Regions from separate parts of the Oryctolagus cuniculus genome. Here region 2 is linked to region 1. A link is a contact called in public Hi-C data. All regions are on one chromosome and are shown on one strand. Each heading gives the region's core, a stretch centred on a gene start, on an enhancer-like site or on the middle of the called end of the contact. The rest is flanking DNA. Distances are from core to core; before and after follow the strand shown. Region 1 overlaps SORL1 (sortilin related receptor 1). Region 2 overlaps LOC138843476.

The links. A called contact is a pair of places that touch in the nucleus more often than the background predicts.
Region 2: a Hi-C map of embryonic fibroblasts shows a contact between it and region 1, with 2.1 times the contacts expected there. The contact joins two enhancer-like sites.

The regions. Positions count from the first base shown.
Region 1 is chr1:114,088,786-114,091,989 of mOryCun1.1, reverse strand. It overlaps SORL1 (sortilin related receptor 1), which reads right to left. Exons shown (of 48, transcript NM_001082664.1): 47 at 1,654-1,866. Among named protein-coding and RNA genes, the nearest start is that of SORL1, 170 kb to the right of the region's middle. Within about 2 kb of position 1,584, at least 1 of the 8 cell types and tissues checked has an H3K27ac peak or open chromatin away from gene starts, as enhancers often do.
Region 2 is chr1:114,660,624-114,663,968 of mOryCun1.1, reverse strand. It overlaps LOC138843476, which reads left to right. Exons shown (of 9, transcript XR_011378215.1): 5 at 1,292-1,437. Among named protein-coding and RNA genes, the nearest start is that of MIR100, 54 kb to the right of the region's middle. Within about 2 kb of position 1,383, at least 3 of the 8 cell types and tissues checked have an H3K27ac peak or open chromatin away from gene starts, as enhancers often do.

The sequences.
Region 1 (3,204 bases), core at 335-2,834:
CTCCTGGTAGAGCCCTGTGCAACCAAGTGCTGATCCGCACTCGGGGATCACTGCGTGGCACTGGGAGGGGTGCGCTCCTTTTGTCCCTGGGGGCGGAAGCAAAGAAGCCATCCCATTCCTGCAAGGCGCTAGCTGATGAAGCAAGAAAAGGGAACGGCACTAGCAGATATCAACCAGTGAACGGGAATACATACATGCGTTTTGAAACAGAAAAACAAGGACCACAGAAAACATAAATATGCAAACTCCCATTTAGCAGCCTGAGTTTGGGGAGGTCATTTAACATGCCCACTGCATCAAGTTAATTAATTTAGCTGTGTTAGTGTTAGCATTATGTATTAGCAGTAATACTAGCTGTGTCGGTGTTAAGGAATTTGAGTGTGTGAAGATTTCTAAGGGGGATAAAAGGATCCCCCTTCAGGACCGGCGCTGTGGCTCACTGGGTTAATCCTCCACCTTGTGGCGCTGGCATCCCAAATGAGCACCGGGTTCTAGTCCCGGTTGCTCCTCTTCTCTCTCTGCTGTGGCCTGAGAGTGCAGTGAAGGATGGCCCAAGCGCTTGGGCCTCTGTACCCACATGGGAGACCAGGAAGAGGCACCTGGCTCCTGGCTTTGGATCGGCGTAGCACCGGCTGGAGCAGCCATTTGGGGAGTGAACCAACGGAAGGAAGACCTCTCTGTCTCTCTCTCTCACTGTCTATAACTCTACCCGTCAAATAAATAAATAAATAAAAGGATCTCCTTCCTTTCCCCCAAGCTATGTGTTACTGAGACATAAGTCAAGAATGGCTGGTGAAGTGGTGCTAGCAACTGGAAAGAGACACAAGCAGGATAGAAGGGCATCTTTTGCTAGAAGTCAATTGGGAAAATACTACATTTATTTTATTTATTTTTTAAATATTTATTGTTTGAAAGGCAAAGTTACAGGGAAAAGTAAGGAGGTCTTCCATCTGCTGGTTGGCTCCCCAGAAGGTCACAACAGCTGGGCCAGACCAAACCCAGGAGCCTGGAACTCCATCTGGGTCTCCCACATGGGCAGCAGGGACCCAAGCACTTGGACCTCAGCTGCTTTTCTGCTGCTTTCTCAGGCTCATTAGAGGGGAGCTGGATTGGAAGCAGAGCAGCCAGGACTCCAAATGCCCCTCCTATGGGATGCTGGCGTCGCAGGCAGTGACTTAACCTGCTGTGCCCCAGTGCCAGCCCCAGCCAGGATTCCAACTACCCCTCCTATGGGATGTCGGTGTCACAGACAGCAACTTAACCTACTGCGCCCCACACTAGCCCCAGGAAGGCACTGCGGTTCCTCTTGACTACATTCTCCAGAGAGGTCAGAGTTCAGGAGTGCAAAGGATGAGACAGGGGTTGACAATCTGGGGAGCTTTGACACTGGCATCTCCCAAGCCCAAGGCCTTTCTATCTTTCCTATGCCAGGCAAGCTCCTTATCCCTGTTTCAGCCCAGTACTGCACAGCTGAAGCCAAGATGGTATTTTAACTTGGGAACACCTTAAAAAGCTAAGGGCTCCAACCACTTCAGCCCAAGGCCATGAAATTAACACTGAATGAATGACTCCTCTGGTGCCCAGGATGAGCTGCTGTTCCGAATCAGGTCACTGGCTTTGGGAGACCCGCCCTGCGAAGAAGTGGTGACTCACCCAAGTCATCCCCAGAGGAGAAGATGGCGGAGCCGAGTCTGGAGCTGTAGTGGCTGTTGGCGAAGGCGGTGAAGCTGCTCTGCAGCCTCCGATGCTTCGTGTACAGGATGGCAAACCCGACCCCCAGGCTCAGCAGTATCAGAAACAGGATGGGCACCACCACGGCGGCGACATCAGTAGACCTGGCAGCCTGCATCGCCGACGCATCGCCACCTGCAGACACGAGACTCCCATCAATGAGCCTCCTACCCGAGGGCAGGAGAGTGCACCAGGCAAGTCCTTAAGGCCCCACCCTCTCACCATAGAAACTACTTCACAGGAGCTACCCCGACCTCCTCTCTGCACGTGTGTGATGCCGGCATGTTTCCCGACTACTTGCTACGCGCTGAAAGACCATGGGCCTCGTGCATGCAAATACGGTAATTACGTTAGCGCCCTAATCGCCGCCTTGTTGGTTATTTAGATCATCTCTTGGAAGGCAGACCTTTGCTGGGGTGTCAACATTGATTTCATTAGCATTATTACTTAAGACCACTTGCTTGCCTTACATAACAGGATGTGAAATCAGACCACTAATTAACGAGATCGCAATTATTTCCCCCTACTTGGCACCAAAGTCACTCTGAACTGCAATCACCTGAAGCTCCATTAAGTGATACAAACGAGATTCCTTTACAATACCGACTTAACAGCTCATGAAGTTTTATGAGGTTTTTTCACTTAGTGAAAAAAAAAAAAAGAGAGAGAAACAACCATCCCATATACATTTAGCATCTTTTAAAGCTTTTTGCAAAGCCATTTAGGTGTTTATAACCTAACAACGATGCCCCCTGCCCATCGTTACAAATGGATGCTGGCTTTGTGATGACAGATCTGGACCACTGGGGCTCTCGGCCCCATTTCCTGCCCTGTTGGGACCCCGGGAACATTTTTATGTTAAAAATCCTAAGGAAAGATAGAAGTTGAGGCAGAAAATGGAACTCAGGCATCAGTTTGCAGCAAAGGAAGCACTCAGGGTGGGGGAGATGGTACAGGCACGGTCTGGGCCTCATGCAGACGGCTCAGGCTACTTGGGGATTCACCCTGCCAGGGCCCTCATAAAGACAGGCGGGAGAGCAGCCATTTTTTGTAAGCCTAATCTAGCAGTTCAATATTCATGTCTGTATTTAAATTTCTTCCATTACTTTCTTGCCAGGAAAAAAAAAAAAAAAAAAACACAAAACTCCAGCAAGACCTTATTTAATGCGTCCCAGCCTACCCCTGCTGTGCAGTGGTAAATGAACGGAATGCTCACGGCTGGAACTCAAAGGAGATGATAGGAAGGAAAGAGCCTGCTCCCAACAGCACGGGCTTCATAAAGGCAGCTGGTAGGGGTCCTCACAACGCTCCTTCTCAAGGCATTTCTCAGAGGCTGTTAACCGGGTATGCTTAAAAATGGTGCTGCACTTAGGAAACATGACGTTAGCCAGGTGTGCTGTTTGTTTTTTCTAGGACCTTCTCAGGATGTCTACTACACCACATCACCCCCAAGGGCGCTGGAAGGTAGTGTCT
Region 2 (3,345 bases), core at 134-2,633, 570 kb before region 1:
GTGCAGTGGAGGATGGCCCAGATGCTTGGGCCCTGCACCCCGTGGGAGACCAGGAGAGGCACCTGGCTCCTGCCATCGGATCAGCGCGGTGTGCCGGCCGCCCCGCGCTAGTCGCTGCGGCCATTGGAGGGTGAACCAATGGTAAAGGAAGACCTTTCTCTCTGTCTCTCTCTCTCACTGTCCACTCTGCCTGTCAAAAATAAAATAAAATAAAATAAAATAAAGAGCTTCCCCTGGGCCTGTTGGTTGCTTCCTTGGTATTGCACACGATGAGGAGTTGTCTCCCAAAGGCTCAGTCTGGGTCACGGCCAGTGCACTGCCCAGTGCTCCTTCATGGTGCAACTCATTGTCTTGCACTAAGGGTGGCCCGTGAGCCTCACTTTCTCCTTTCCACCAGGACAGGAGGAGGTCAGGAAACCCACACTCCCATCTCAGCTCCACTGATGGCTTTTCTGGAAATCATTTGGCTGCATGAGCCTCTGATGCTGTTTGGAGAAAGAGAGCAATATATTTGATGTCCTACTTGCCTGCCAGGGTGGGAGAGGATGAATGAGACTGTATCTCTCTGGAGAAAGATAGTTTGTGGACACCAGCTTGTTCACAGCAAGGTGGGGAGTGGTGAGCTGCCAGGATGCCCGCGCGGCACCGGAAGCTGGAGTGGCCACCCTGGCCAGAGCATCCAGGAGACAGGACGGGCATCATGCTTTAGTCAGACGGCGGAGCCACGCCTGTCTCCCCAGAACCGCCCTGGGTGAATGTCCGGCTTTATGGTGCCTCCGTGCCAGTCGGGGAATCGGACACGAAGCAGAGGCCAAGGGTTACCAATCACCAGCGCCCAGACAAAGCCCGGGCTGTGCGAGCTGATTACTCATACCTCACTCACCTGCGCGCCGCAGTCCCCGGGCACTGAGAACCGTCTCCCCAAAGCAGTGCCCTGATTGACCGCGGAGACCCTCCACTCTGTAACTCAGAGCGAGCCCACGCTGGTGGCTGGAGACTCACCCGCCAGCGTGCTCGCCTCCTCCGGGCCAGGCACCGTCCCAAGCGGGCTCGGCCTTGCCATGCCTCGCAACTCCCACAAGGGGGAGCCCCCGGAGGGCAGCTGGGGCTGCGGAATTTTGGAAGCGCTGAAGTTTTCTCCTCCTGTCCTGTAGCTGGTTTTCCCTCACCCCACTGTGAGATTTCTTTGTTGCAATGTCGGGGTCTGAGATAACACTTCTGGAGGCTGCAGGCGAGAACCACAGCTGAAACCATCCTCTATTGTGTGTTGTTGTTGTTGTTTTTTTACCAGCCTGATAAACTACGGAGGCAAAGTAACAAAGAGCTTGAAGATACACGCACAGCGCACAGGCCCTGGACGGAGGCTGACGGCGTCAGACACTCAGAACCAAGACATCCCAGGGGCAGCCGGGAGGTGCCTGTGGCTGCGGCGCGCAGGTAGGACCCGGGAGAGGCTGGCCAGGGGGCTCAAGGGGTGGGGGCGGGAGTGGGGTGGGAGGAGTAGATGGAACCCACACGGAGGTGTTCAGCAGAGATGAACCGGGGGGGGGGGGGGGGGGAGCAGTGCAGAGAGGCCCCAGGATGGAGGGAGAGAGCAGTGAGGAGCCCTGGGGGAGTGCAGGGATAAAAACCAGAAATGGTTTTTTGGGTGTGGTGCAAAGGGCTGACCACGCGCAGGCGAGGGAGGGATTGGGAACTGCATCAGAGACTTAAGTTGGTTTGAAGTTGGTTCCAACTTGGCCGCCCCAGACGCCTCGCAGGACAGGAGAGGACAGAAGATTGACAGCGAATGCTCAGTTGCACAAGAAAATTCACAGTGAGTAGGTGTGCCCCACGGTGGCTCCCGGTCTGTAGCCACACCTCCTCCCCGCTGGGACCTGAACTGGAAGGGATTCTGGCGGGAGGGCATTTTCAGGTTTTGTCCCTTTGAGCTGGTTCACACTTTCCCTCTCGTCTTCCACGTTTGCCCCAGGTAATGGCCCAGGAGTCAGAAATTCTTCCTTCTAATCCAAGCCTTGCCACTTATTGGCAAGATTAGCTAAAGCAAAGAAGCATCCGAGTTTCCTCTTTCTTTGTCTATGAAAGGGAGATAATAACATATTACTGATGAGCCTTACAGGATTTTCCCGAGGTTTGAATAGTAAGATAATGTGGAGAAATGCTCTTAATAGGTTATAATTGCTAGCTAAATAAAAGATGGCATTAATAATAATTAATCAGTTAATAGTTCCTTCCCACTCTCAGCAGGGGATTTGCCTTGTAATCTTTGTAGGAACTTCAAAAACTCCATGGAAAATAGAATTAAAAGATAAATTTATTGTGGTATAAAAAATTTGGAATCTGTGCATGTGAGAGGTATTTGGAAATCACGGAAAACACAGATAACAAAAAGATTATGCCAGGAGTTCATCTTTTCTTGCACCAAAATAAATTCATCTTTTAATTCCATTACCACAGTTTTTTTTTTTTTTTTTTGAAGTACTGTTTTCTGTATCTAATTCCACTATTTGTGGGAAATTTTGAATACCCCTCCGTGTTTCCTTGGCACTTCTTAGAGCACCCACTTCGGCAGATAAGTGGGAAACATTGGTTTTTTTCCCTCTGAGCCACTGTTAAATGTTCTTTTTCCCTGTTTTGGATTCATTTTTCTATTTCTGAAAAATGCAGCTCATGATTGATGGTGTCTTCTTGGCTATCCAGGAAAGTGATTTGTCTGTGTCCTGGGCCCTGCTGCTGGCGTCAGTGTCGCACACACCTCAGGCACATGATCAGACTGAATGTGCTTGGGAGAAGCTCTGTTCATAATGCCCACATTATATTCCCTGCCTGCAAAGTGTTTCCTGGGTCACTTGTCACTTTGTGATTGAAGTGGTTCAGCCAGAAAATGGCTCAGATGGGGTGGGCTGGTAGAACCTTCCCTGGAAGACTGAGAGTGGCTTTGATACCTGCAGACACAGTCACGGTTCCCTGGGGAAGACGACGTAGAGTGTGGGCAAATCTCTCATCTTCTCTTCTCCATCTGTCAAATGTGGCTCTTGCCCCCCTTCCTTCCTGCATCCGCATGTATGAGATGTGATGAGTACATGGGATTGTACTTTGCATGTACTAACGTTGTAACTCTACACGCGCTATACCAATACAAGGAATCAATACTCGGCCACATGGTTCTTACTGGGGATTTACCTGTATGTCACAATCTGAATTATTTCAAAAGCTGACTTTCCCCAGATGTTTATATGCTTTTCTACTTTTCATATCCACCAATCAATGGCTAAATTGAGTATGGAGAAAGATGCTGTTTTAGGTCATATGCCTAATCACCTTCAAAATCCTATCTCAATCGCA